Regions from separate parts of the Rattus norvegicus genome. Here region 1 is linked to region 2. A link is a contact called in public Hi-C data. All regions are on one chromosome and are shown on one strand. Each heading gives the region's core, a stretch centred on a gene start, on an enhancer-like site or on the middle of the called end of the contact. The rest is flanking DNA. Distances are from core to core; before and after follow the strand shown. Region 1 holds the start of Ngf (nerve growth factor). Region 2 has its middle 42 kb from the start of Vangl1.

Region 1 (6,537 bases), core at 2,404-4,903, 220 kb after region 2:
TATTCAATAATTTACATTTATCATATATTAAATTAGTGATGGGAATTTTTAGAACTTAAATCCTGTGCGTCCAGAGGCAACTTTATTTCCAGCCAAATCCTCAGTGTCCTCAATGGGACTGGGCAGAACAGGTGCTCGAAATTATTTATTTAATATATTTAATCAATATAATTATAGTTTTATAGTGATTATAACTATTATGGCCCTAACGGGTTAGTTCTTTCTCCCAAGGTCACATCAATGGGCCAAAGCTTCCGGGTTCTCAAGGTGATTGCTTTTCTGAGCCACACTGCCTCCACAGGACAAGAGTGGAACTGCTATGTTCCCAGCTCAGGAGACTCTCATGAGACTGCAGGGAATGAAGGACCAGAAGAGTCATGAGGCCCTGGAGCATTTGATCTCCAGAATTGAATAAACTGGGTGTGGTGCACAGACCTGCAAGCGCACAGGGAGGTGGAGGCAGGAGGAGCAGAAATTTAAAGTCATCCTCAGCTATATGGTGAATGGGGAGGGGCCACAGCCTGGGTGACAGGAGACCGTATCTTTTTTTTTTTAAAGAATCAAATTAAACAATAGAAGGAGGAGGAGGAGGAGGAGGAGGAGGAGGAGGAGGAGAAGGAGGAGGAGGAGGAGGAGGAGAAAGGGAGGGAGGGAGGGAGGAAGAAAGAGAGAGAGAAAGTAAGAAAGAGAGAAAGAGAGAAATAAAGAGAGAAATAAAGAGAGAAAGAGAGAAGTAAAGAGAGAAGTAAAGAGAGAAAGAGAGAGAGAGAGAGAGAGAGAGAGAGAGAAAAGGGAAAAGCAAGAAGAAGTGTGAGTGGGGGTGGGGTTGAGGGCCAGAGCTGAGATGAAGTAGTCCTTGCTGGTGTCCCTGAAAGTGACTAAAACAAGAAACTATGGAGCACTGTGCATTTGATAGACGCTGCTGACCGAGAGAGTGTGTCTGAGCAGTCAGCGATGAAGACATGACTGGTGTCTAGAAATTAGGCCAGAACACCTGGAGGAAGGAGTGCGGCAGAGGCAGGCCAGGAGGTCGGTGCTGCTGTGCTGCTGTTGATGAGGCTCTCAATGGCTGCAGGCTTCTGCGTCCTCAGAAATAACAACAATTACTATACACACCACAAGCTGTCCTGCGGCTCCAAGTCAGCACATGCATCAGCTGCTGGTTATTTTGATGCCCTGGATAAAAAGCTCTTTCGAGAAAATCTAGTACATCAAAACATTCTTATTCTCTGCTTGTCGGCACCGAGCCTCCTGGCCACTGCCCTCTCAGCTGGTTTTCATTCCTATAAATGTAACTGAGCCAGGCCTTACCGTCCTTTGCTCAGTGACCCAGGAGGACATCTCCATTGGAGTCCTTGAAAGGGGAAAAGCAAAAAGAGTAGGCAGGCACCTGACTGCAGTCACCGGAAGCCAGGCTGACCCTTACGGAAACCAACCCAGGATGGATGGATTATTTGACACGCAGAAGTGGCTACCACCATGACAGGTCCCTGTGCCGGGTCCTGGAGAGACTAAGAATCAAGCCATCCTGGGAAAAACGGTGGCAGCAGGTGACAGCCATCTCCCAGGACATGGCACAGAGTACACTCAGTAAACAGTGAGTGCTGTTTACCTATTCTTCCTTGCTCACGACCCTTTAAATTCAGGGACAGAAACAGATCTAGTTAGAGCTAGCAAAGAACTCCTACTAAGCCGTGAGAATATAATCAACAATTTGGGGGCAGGACAGCTGGGCTTAGATTTTACTCACTTTTTTAAAAATTCTTTTGAAAAGAACCACAAGCGACAGGAATCTTCTGTCCTTCGAGGTGATGCCACGAGGACACATCCGAACGCTCTGCTTCTGTAGTTTGTAGTCTACCCCCAGTGCATAGGCAGCTACTATTTGGACTTGTGCTTAAACACAAAATACAGTCTTATGGGTGAAATGGTTAATGGAGAAATTTATCATGTTGTCTGGCAACTGTTCATTGTTTAATTAACAATGATGAGTTTTCTGATAGACCATCATGGGGATGATGGTCTGCTTTCCGCCATTCTGGTGCCCCGGCCTCTCACCTTCCCTCCTGAAATGTGCTTATCTACCAGCCCAGGTCTGGACACACAGAGCATGTAGCAAACAAAACAAAACAAAACAAAACAAAACAACAACAACAACAACAAAAAAAAAAAAAACCTCACTTTTTTCTTCCTTCATCCTCCTCAGAGTGCCTGGAAATGGAATGATGGTAGGCATGGGGACAAAGTCAAAGTCAGAGAGAAGATGAAATCCAGAGGGCTGCAAATACATCAATAGATCCTCTCCTTCCCCAGTGACCTTCAATAGGGAAAAAGGACACCTGGGCCTCACTCCATCCCAACTTCAGGGAACATGATCTTGCCTGTACTACTGGTGTCACCGGCAGTAGGGAGACTTAGTACCTCACCCTCCCTCTGTCACTCACTCTCCTGTATCCATTCCTTCCTGTGGCATTCACCGGGGTAGGGGTGGGGCATATAACATGTCATTCCAAAGGAAGAAAATCATTTTACACAGGGGTGTGTGTGTGCGTGTGTGTGTGTGTGTGTGTGTCAAAAGTCCATAGAACTTGATTACAATTGTTCCTGTACATTTGGTGAAAAATCTGCCTTGAGTTTTATTTCTGCCTTGTTGGTTTGAGGCTGAGGTGGAAACACCCTAGGGAAACAGGCAATGGCCCCATCCGCTCCTGAATCTATCAGGTCCAAGAAATTCTGGAGGTCCAGCTGGGGACCCCACAGCAAGTAAGTAAGTAGACAAAAGGGATGAAAGGGAATTGAGGAGCAGCCTATGGTGGGACAGAAGGCTTGGCCTTCTACTGGGTGTGACTTAAAAACTGACAGAAACCCTGGGACTCCAGATCCTGACAAATGTAGGAAGGGCACACAGACACAGCTCCATCTTCAACATCCAAGGGGCCGGATCTCCTGGGAGGCTCCTGCAGTCCCAAGCCTTAAGACTGGCGGCAGGAGTGGGAGTTGGGGGTACTCTGGACACCAAAGACCCTGTTCCTTAGATCCCAGGCAGATCCACTGTCTGGACATTTTAGTTAATTTTGCCTTTGCCTGGTTTCAGAGCAACCCCTGGCACTGGCCAATCCAGGAGCTTCCTGGGTGTGTTCCTTCAGCTCTCAGATTTACAGGGATAGTAACACCTGATGTCCTGGCCACCAAAGGAGAATAAGTCACCCCTAGGAAGCTAGCAAGGCAGTAAGACAGGGCAGGAGGTAAAGGGACACAGCCAATCAACTCCTGCTTGGCCAGTCTGTCCATTGGTATCTGGAGCCAGCTACCTTGCCTGCTGCCCTAGAAGTCCTCTCTAGATCTGGGACCCCCCACCCCCCACCACATGTATTTCCATCTAAACCTGGGGTTTTGAGTTCTTCTCTGATTAGCTTTTCCTGGCTAGGTTCCACAGGCTCTCCTGGAGCTATCCATCCCGTGTCCCAGGACCCCTACAACCCGGACCCCCTGGGTCCAGTCACAGCAGGTGCCCGGCTGGGATGAGGATTGACCAGAGAGGGAGGGGTCGGGTGGGTGGGGGGCAGGATTTGAAGAGGGTGTGACTCGAGCCTGGAGGAGGGGCTAAATACATCCAGGAAGCCTGTTAAAGAAGCTCTGTGCTCCAGCGCGGCAGAGAGCGCCTGGAGCCGAAGGGGAGCGCATCGGTGAGTCAGGCTGCTCTGAGCCGAGCCCCATAAGGGTGCAGCGCGGTGCGGCGGACTGGGGTTGCTGGGCTCCCAGGGACGGTGTGCTTGGTTCTCTGTCTGGCGAGATTTTTGTAGGTCGAAACGCACCCTTGAAAGAAGTGTCCCGAGTAGATGAAGGAACACGAGATCGCGGGCACGCAAGGGAGGAAAAGGGAGTGAGGGTCTCTCTGGTCGTGAAATTCCCTGTCCCAGGATGACCAGGAGTCCCAAAGTCAACACTGGCGCCTGCAGAAGCTGCACTGCCCAGCCTGAGCTCTCGGGCTAGAAGGGGACAGCGCTCAAGAGAGCCTGGAGTGAGGGATGCGCGCGCGCTGCGAGCGCGCTAGGGTGGCGGAGCAGTAGCCCGCGCGGTGGAGGGCGAGTGCACAGCACGTCGGCTGGGGAGTGCTCAGAGTCCCGAGAGTGCCACGCTGCCCCTAGGTAAGAGGACCAGTCGCCGCGGTCACACTGGGCTCAGTGTTTGTAGCAGGGCCCAGAGTGGGTGCCAAGGGTTGATTCTGGAAGGTTGGGTTCCAAGTGACGAGCACAGAGGCCCTCGGTGGGGCCTGCTGGGCATCTCAACGTATAGCCTTACTGCTTGGGTCAGCCAGTACATTCAGCTGTCTGCTGCCAGGTGTGGCAGAGGCTGGCACCCGGGACTGGGAAGGGCAGCGGGCGCTCTTGGGTTCAGGCAGAGAAGCTGAAGGGAAGGGAGAGAGGACTCTGGGGTCAGGGTGTTGCAACTTGAAGCCAACATAAACATAGGGCTTAGTTAGCCCCGTTTGATTACAATGCTCTTGCTTTTCTAAAACTTTCTGAGATTCATAAGGAAGGTGGTTTTTGGCTTGACCTTTCTCATCAGGTTTACTTCAGAGATTTAAGAAGAGCCTGCTTGTTAGGCTGGTTTTTCCAAGTTGTTCCAGGCTGGAAGTTGTAGCAGTTTGAAGGATAATTTATGGGTGTTTCATGCGTTAAAGTGTATTACAGCAAAGTCTTTTGGGTGCTGTGGGTATTAAGGAAAACTCAGTGCACGTTCCCAGCTGCAGACCAAAAATACTGCTCTCCTGGGTGCCTCTGCCCCAGCTATCACAGGAGGCCAGTGGAAACCCTGGAGAAAAGGCACTTGATGTGTTGCCGTCCATTCTCCCTGAGTACTCTCTCTGGCAGTACCAGTCCACTCTCCCCATAGGCAGGGTCAGCTGAACTTTGAAAGCTCAGAACCAGCCATAGAGGTCCCATCAATAACTTCTCTTCAGGGTCTCGAACTCCTGAAACTGTCAGTTATAACTGATGAGAATGGCTGTCTCTCCTTCTCCCAGCAGTACAGAGGGCAGTACGGTCAGCCCCTACCACCCTTCTTGACCAGTGTTACAGTTCCCTACCCAATGAAACTTTCCCTCTCTGCAGAGTCGCGGGCCACATTCGGTCGGATTGTTTTCATCTGTTGAGTAAGCCATGTGTCAGCCTGGCAACCTGAATACTAAGTCATCATAGATGGTATTCCCAGAGGTTGACAGGGGACAAGCAGCTGGAGGAAAGCATGGTCTGGGGGATGAGGCCAGCATGGTCTGGTACTGACATGCAGAAGACTTGACTGTCCTTGTGCTGGGTTGTTGAAGGAGGATGGGGTTATTGTCCCATCTCTGTACTCTCCCTCATCAAGAGAAAACGTTAAGGGTGCCATGTATAGGAGGTCAGGGTCTGTGGCATGAGGCACATGCTTTGACAGACTGTAGCAGTGACTCAGAAGGTTTTACAGTCAGCCAAAATCACTGTCATGCCTGGATAGCCACCTGAAGCAGCCCAGGCCTATGAGAAAGTTTGGAGAACTGAGTTTCTTTAGGACAGCCATCCCGATGCTGGTGGCTCTGAATTCTTTCCTTTTAAACTTTAGCAAGGAATGGGCTCTCACTTTCCCCTCTCAGCTACCTTACAGCCCCCGCCCCCTGAGGGCAGTGGGAGGAACGGATGAGGCACCACACTTCATTCTCCTCCAGGGAGAATTCTGTGCTGGGACCAGAAAGGGGGCCCCAGCTGCCAACATCAGCCTGGAGACTAGGGCAGGGCAGGGCAGGGCTGGAGCCCCAGGGAAGTTTCTCATCGTTACTGAGATTCAGCTGATGAGAAAATCACACACTTCTAAATGAGTGCTGTGCATGACAGCTGCTCACTTGTGGAGCACAGGGCCTCAGAACTGCAGAAAACACAGCCTAGGCATGCCACCAAGCTGTGCCTAGACCCCACACAGCAGGAACAGACTGAGCAGAGAGCTGGCCATTTGCCTTCTCCTAACAAGAACTTCCAGACACCTCAGTAGCTGAGCAGGCCTCCCAGTGTCAGGAAGTAGGTTTGCTGAGGATGTATACAAAGGCTCTGGTTGTCTGAGGGGCAAAGGACCCATGTGTTCAGAAAGCGTCTCTTTTCTCCATTTGACTGGCATGTCTGACCTTGTGTACTGTTGCTCTCAAGCTTAGCCAGTTCTAAGATTAACTCTGAGGGAATTAGTGTTGTGTCAGAGTGACGTCAGTCAGATAAATAAAGAGGAAAGAAGGACCCTTCCTAACCCTTTCCTGGGATGTTTGCATCTTGACAGTGGGGCTATGGCTGTGATTCCTGATTCTAAATAGTGAGACTAAGGTGACCCTGAGACCATTTACAAAATAGGGAAACTGAGGCTTTGGGATCACTGGCTCTCCTGCAGGTGTGCATAACATGGAGATGCTCCTATTTGACCTTCAGTCACAAAGTTTAGATAGGACTAGAAAAGTGAGATCCCATCACAGAAGGCACTGCTTGAGGTCATGTTTTCTTTGCTCCTCTATGAACTCTA
Region 2 (6,709 bases), core at 179-2,678:
TTCAGTGGTCTGTGTACAAACCCCGCCACCAGAGGTTTGGAGGTAGAGAAGCTGGACACAGTGGTACACACATGTGACCCAGCACTCCTATGGCAAGGTGGGAGATGGAGAGACAGGATAGTGCCCCCAAAGCTTGGAGCTAGGCTGAGGGATTCCTTACAAACAAGTTGAAGGGCAAGGAGTGACCTGTGGTTGTCCTCTGACCTCCACAATCATGCCATGGCACAATGTGTCCCCAGTATTAAAATAGGAAAGCAGAAGTGGGCTGGACAGAATGAAGAGAGAGACTAGGGGAGCTGGAAAAGAATGAATGAGGTCAATGGGGATTTGGGTGACTGTGATAGAAGAAACACAATAGACCAGTATGACCATGTCACTTCACCCACTCTTCTTTATGATTAATACGTACTAATAAAAACATCAGAAAGGAGCCTGATAGTGGTGGTACATGCCTTTATTCCCAGCACCCATGAGGCAAAGGAAAGTGGATCTCTGAGTTTGAGGCCAGTCTCTCTACAGAGCAAATTCCTGGACAGCCAATGCTATACAGAGAAACCTTGTCTTGAAAAAAACCAAACCATTAGAAAGAAATTTTCACCACTAGTGTTAGTCCTCCCACAGAGCACCAGGCACTCGGAGCACTCATCCTCGTGCTCCCATCCCATCTCTGGCACAGTTGCCTGTGTTTCTAGCACTGAGCCTGATGTGAGCACATTGACCGTGGCTTTAGTCCATCAGTCTCTCCATATTAGTGAGCCATAGCTTTGTAGCAAATCTATTCCTATGCCTATGACATTGATTTGGTTCATTTTAGAGAACCCTAGTCAGTACAAGGCTTCTGTAGGCATTAGGGCTGAGATCCTGAGATTAAAAATTCAGAAATGGCTATGTTAATTTGTGCATGGATTTCTGGAGTCTAATCATTTCAGCTCAAATTCAGGAGAATTTTTCCCCCCTAAAGATACAGATGTAGAAACAGTCACCATGTGTCTCAAAATCAGCTGAATTTTGTGACGTGTATCAGAACAGTTCATTTAGGAGAGGTAATCCTTCATTTGTGGTCCTTGTCATATGATCCTGAGACCTGAGATATTTTCTAGAAAAACACATCGGAGCTTTGTGTGGTTCAATGGAACAGCACTTGATGAGTGTGCACAAGGCCCTAGGTTTGATCCTTAGCACTTGTATGTTTGAAGAACCACACACTTAGATTCCACATCATGCAGTTAAAAGCCCTGATCCGAAGCTCAGCTCATTCTAGCAAGCATCTCAGGCAGTCTTCACACACACACACACACACACACACACACACACACACACACACACACACATTGATGTTTCTGTGACAGCCATCAGGCCAAGCAGTGGCATGGCTTTTACACCAGATGGCACCATAAGCACAGGCTAGAATTAGCTGTCTGCTTCCTCAGCCTTAGGGAGTCTCTGCCTGCTTCTCTTAGTAGGGAAAGACCGAGCTAAGCCCAGCGTTTAGTCACCCTGCCATCAGTCTGCTGTGAAAAGCCTCCCTGGAAGAGGCTAAGGCTATTGGCACAGGCAGGTGAGGAATATTCTCTTCTGAGTGACCATGTGGAACCACTCTTTAGTCCAGCTGGCAGTTGTGGGAAGAGTCCTACGAAACACTGAAGACTTAGTCAGAGGCAGAGCTGTGGGGAACCCAGAGGACTACTCCCTTCCAAACCACAGTTCCTCCTGGTCAGTGTTCACTTCTCTCCAACAGAGCCAGACACAAGTACATTGATGCCCCATCCCCACAGAGCCAGGTATCCCTCCCTGTTTACTCTTCTCCAGAAGCAGCCCCTCTATGTGGTTTGAATGAGCTATGTCCCTCCATTGGCCCACTTGGTCCCCAGTTAGTGGTGCAGATTGGAGGAGGTTTAGGTCAGGGGAGCCCTGCTGGAGGCTGTTTTGAGAGTTTTTAGCCTTGCCCTATTTCCCGTTCACTCTGCTTCATGTTTGCAGGTAAGATGTGATGTCTCAGCTTCCTGCTCCAGCCGGCTGCTGACATGCCCATCCTACCAATATGGACTCTCTCTGTGGTCCCTGAGACCAAATAAACTCTTTCTTCCGTAAGTTGCTCTTAGTCGTGATGTTTTATCTCAGCAACAAAAAGCAACCAATACACGCCATCCTTCTTCCTTTCCTAGGAGAATTGCTGGTGCCGCACTGGGCCCCAGCATCCAGGCTCCAGCATCTGGGTTCCTATTATTCCCTGTATCCAGGTCCATGCATTCTCCCTTGCTTCTTGTAGAGGCAGGAACCACACATCTCTGTACTCTACCTTCACCCTCAGGGTCCGAGTTTTACACTCAAGGCATTTCTGCAGCTTTCACTTTCACCCACCCGTGTCTCTGTCATCTCCACCCCACCCCCTTTGGTGTATGTTTTCGGTTATTGTATTTTTAAAGATTAGATATTTTTAAACTCTGTGCACATGAGTGCTTTTCTTGCATGTATGTATACACGCCATGCATGTTCAGTTCCCCAAGAAGCCAGAAGAAGGGGTCAGATCCTCTGGAACTAGAGTTTTAGACAGTTGGGAGTTGCCATGTGGGTGCTGAGAGCAGAGCTCAGGTCCCACGCAAGTGCAAAGCTTCCTTACCTGCCGAGTCCTTTCTCTAGCCCCAGCCCTTAAGTCTTAATGCACTGCTCTTCAAATCTTACCCTTTAGCCCAGCATCGATAACTCTCACTTTTGGCTTAATGTCTGTACTGCTGACATTATTCCTGGAAGAAAAGCTTTCTGGAACTCCTCACGTCAGAGAATTGATGGAAGGGGCTGGGAGTGAAGAAGACCAGGGTATCTCAAACTGAGGAAAGAGCAAGCTGGGCAGTGTAGGGAGCATGAACCCCATGAGAGACAAGGGTTACCTAGGTTGAGTTGCATCGGATCATAAAGGATAGAGAGTGGACAAGATCAGAGAAACCAATAGGTAATGATTCATGGTGATGTTAATAACAGAAGAAACAATTACTGTCAGCCTTGATCCACTTTCTGTTGTCATAGCAAAATACCAGAGGGTGGGTACTTTATTATAGAGAGAGGTTTCTCCATCACACAGTTTTGGAGATCCAAGACATTAGTGCCAGCATCTCTGCATCTGAGGGGGGCCTTCTGGTTACACCATTGCCTTATGGCAGAAGTGTTCGGAAGGACTGATCACAGTGTGGGGAGGGGATGCTGCGAACGTGCTTTATAACACTCTGATGAGACTGAATCTACTCCTCCACTCCAGCCTTAATCCCTGTGGTTAGTACGTCATAAAGATTCCCCCGCCTCTCACTATTAGCACACCAGGTCCAAGCTTCTAGCACATAGACATTTAGAGGACACTCTCCAACCATATCCATATTATAGCAGAGTCTCCAGAACAAAGGTGAGGTGAGGGGAACAGCCGGTGTGTGTGTTGGGAAGGCCACAGCTGTAAGAGAGCATGGGGCCTGGCCAGAAGCAGGGCAGTAAGCCCTTTTCCCATGGCTTCCTCTCACGTCTTCTGACCATGCCTGCTTTCTGCTGTCTCACCTGGAGCCTCTGGAAAACCAGAGAGCAGGGTAGACCCCTGATGAGCTTCAGTCAGAGCTGGGCAGAAAATAAAATAAAATAAAATTAAAAAAAAGTAATACAAACCAACCAATCAACCAACCAACAAACAAAAAACCCCAAATCCCCCAAACCAGACAAGACTGTTGGATGTATTGATCAGAGGTGACGGGCTCGTTTCCAAATACCTTAAAAGAAGCAACTTTAAAGAGGCACAGTTTATTTTGGCTCATGGTTTGAGGGGATCCAGTCCATCACGTTGAGAAAGGCTGTGCAGGGTCCTCAGTTGGGAAGCAAGGAGCAATGGGTGTCTTCGGTTGGCTCCTCGCCCTCCTGTTTTAGTCAGTGGTGTTGTCACTCACTCTCAGGGGAGGTTAATCCTCTTTGGGAAATCCCTCAGAGACACACCCATGGGAGTGACTCACAATGCCCCAGGCACTTCTTAGTCCACCACAGTGGAAGAACAAAGAATGACCAGCCCAGGATGTGGGGACCACAAGCAACACACTTTCAGGACTTCACATATTACCATCATGACGTGGGGCAAGCATTGAGACTTAAGAGCCACAGGGATCAGAGCCCACCACAGACACTTAGGTTAGGTGCCTTAATGGGGGTTACAACTTGCGTCTCTGGTGTTTGTTGGACTCCAAGAGAGTGTGATGGGAGTTACAACTCGTGTCTTCAGTGCGTGTACAGGCTCCAAGAGAGTGTGGCAGCACATATCGGGTTGAAATTGCTAATATTTGGTTATTTTTGACCCAGGGATAACAACGTCTTATAGTGAAGGAAAAGCAGTCAATTCTTATCCCCCCTGCCCCCCTCCCCATCTTCTCCTCTCTCCAAGTCTTTTCTCTTCCTCTGCCTGGCTCTGCAACCTGCAAGAAGACAGTCCAGGAAGCAAGGAGACCGGACCTCTGTCCTTGCTCTTCAAGCTTAATACTGTGGGGGCCTCACTTCCGCTATTCCAGAGACAGGGAGCCTCAAAGCCATGACATTGTTTCTTTATTGCTCTGTCTGTCCCACTGGTCACCGCAGCCCATCCTTTTCCCAGGGCCTATCAAATATATCATTTAGGGGAGATGGGGCATGGCAATCCTCTTGATGCACAGAGCCTCCTTGCAGTGGGGTCGCTTGGCTGTGGTTTTAGGGTCAAAGCAAAAACAAAAACAAAACCAAAACAAACCATTTGCCTTTGCACATCGGTGAGGACTGATGTGACTCCAAGGCTGGCAGGGCTGGTGAGGAAGTGCCCTGCCCTCCAGTCTCCCCACTCCCAGAGCAGGAGATCAGATATTCTATCTTACAGGGGCAGCCGAAGCATGGGCTTCCACAGCCGCTGCACTTCTGCTGTTGTCCACAGTTGCTGGACCACACACACACACACACACACACACACACACACACACACACACACACACACACACACAGATTCCCTACTAGCACAGAATGTCTGTGGGAATCTCAGAAGAAAGTGAAGCATGTGGGCTCAGCCTCCACTGCCCGAGAGCCTGGAGCAGGAGCGCTGTGCACCCTCCAACACCAAGGCAAGTATTCAGTCACACTCCTGCGCGTGTTAAAAGCATTAGGCGGAATGTTTACAATGTGTCTTTCTAATGATCCCAGTAAGCCTTTATCCTTCTCTAAAATGAGGCTGAACCATCAAGAGACAGGAATCCATTGGAGTTTTTCCCGCTGTCAGGTCACACCTACCTAAGATAAAATCACCCTGGGCACAAGGAGACTTCCGGCCTACAGCCCCTCCCACCCCACCCTTCCTCTCTAAGGGATAGCCCTAACTTAGACGTCCTCAGTGATTCTGGACTAGGAGATCTATGGCTGCCCACCCCCGTCCCCTCTGCTTCCTCTAGGTGGGTGGGCCATCTCTTCTCTCACACAAGGGGCCAAGGCCACTGTCCATCCTGCAGGACTCCTGGGGGGGCCAGGGTAGTGCAAAGCTCAGTGCAACCTTTCCAGGTTCAGCAGCCAAAACACACATTGCAGGGGGACACTGCAGAGACTTCTCCAGCTGGGTACAGTCACCTGGGGCAGCCAAAGTCTCCGAGTCCCAGAAATCCACACCCAGCTCAGGAAAGATTACAAATCCCAGGCCCTGACCTCCAGGGGCAAAAACGCCTTGGCAAGTAGAAGCAGACGCTGAGGATTAAAAATGTGTTAAGGGTGAGCAATTAGGTCAGCCCTCTTCTCGATCTGTTAAATGTAACAGAGGGAAAATCCTGAGGGAGGAAGTGGGAATAATAACACAATAGCCACACTTACTTTGTGCCAGTAACTGGGCTCCAGTTTCAAATGCATTCAATCCTAACAGCCCCGCTAGAATTCGGATACTGGATTTTTTTTTCTCACCCCAAAGGAAGAAAAATTAAGTAATTTGCTTGCTCACCAGCTGTAAGGGATTGGGGTTCCACGCCAGCTCGGCCTCACAAGCTCTTATTGGTGATGTCTTTTGTACTGATTTAATGTTGCTTTTGAGTGATACGCATTAGTGTACAAAGTAATGAGGATCTGTGTTCTCCCTTTGGGAGGAGAGTTGTTACTGACAATCTAGATCTGGACTGGCTGTTTATAGATTTGTCCTATCACCCACAGATTTGAAAATAAGGGCTCCCATGTGGGTGTAGAAACAAAGAACTTTATTAGGAGTGAAGCCATCGAATACGGTGGGCTGGATGGGTAGAAGTAGGCAGGAGTCCCAATATTGTTTGAGACTCCCTTCTGTGGGGCTCAAAAGAAGGAATAGTTGGGTACTAAGGGGTGTACTAAGAATGATTCTCTTTCTTATTGATAAATTACATATTATATTAAGTTTTCCTACTAGGCACTTTTTCCCACAATGCATTTGATTTTAATCATATGCCCACTCGGTTATGCATAGACATAGGATGGTAAATAGGACTCTCTCAAGCAGTGTGTACAATTGTGAGAGGACACAGTGTTGACTTACTATGCATGTGCACCAAGTCAGTTCAGGTCAGACTGATCCCCCTATTCTTCATACTGAGATACTTTGGGAATGCACCCGAATAGGAACTGTCTAACTTTGATTTACTAGGGTGAGAAGATTTCCATTATTGTTCAGAGTTGGGAGTCCATGCAGCCTGATGCTGGTGGGAGTAGAGATGGTTTTGAG

The links. Hi-C and Micro-C count contacts between places; a contact is called where the count stands out from the background.
Region 1: a contact with region 2 is called in a Hi-C map of Schwann cells, with 6 times the contacts expected there. The contact joins the promoter of Ngf here to the enhancer-like site in region 2. A contact is called at or near these places in 5 of 12 Hi-C or Micro-C datasets (the A7r5 cell line, the Rat2 cell line, Schwann cells and 2 more).

What each region holds. Positions count from the first base shown.
Region 1 is chr2:192,585,927-192,592,463 of GRCr8, forward strand. It overlaps Ngf (nerve growth factor), which reads left to right and starts at 3,654. Exons shown (of 3, transcript NM_001277055.1): 1 at 3,654-3,686.
Region 2 is chr2:192,364,428-192,371,136 of GRCr8, forward strand. No RefSeq gene overlaps it. Among named protein-coding and RNA genes, the nearest start is that of Vangl1, 42 kb to the left of the region's middle. Within about 2 kb of position 1,429, at least 7 of the 93 cell types and tissues checked have an H3K27ac peak or open chromatin away from gene starts, as enhancers often do.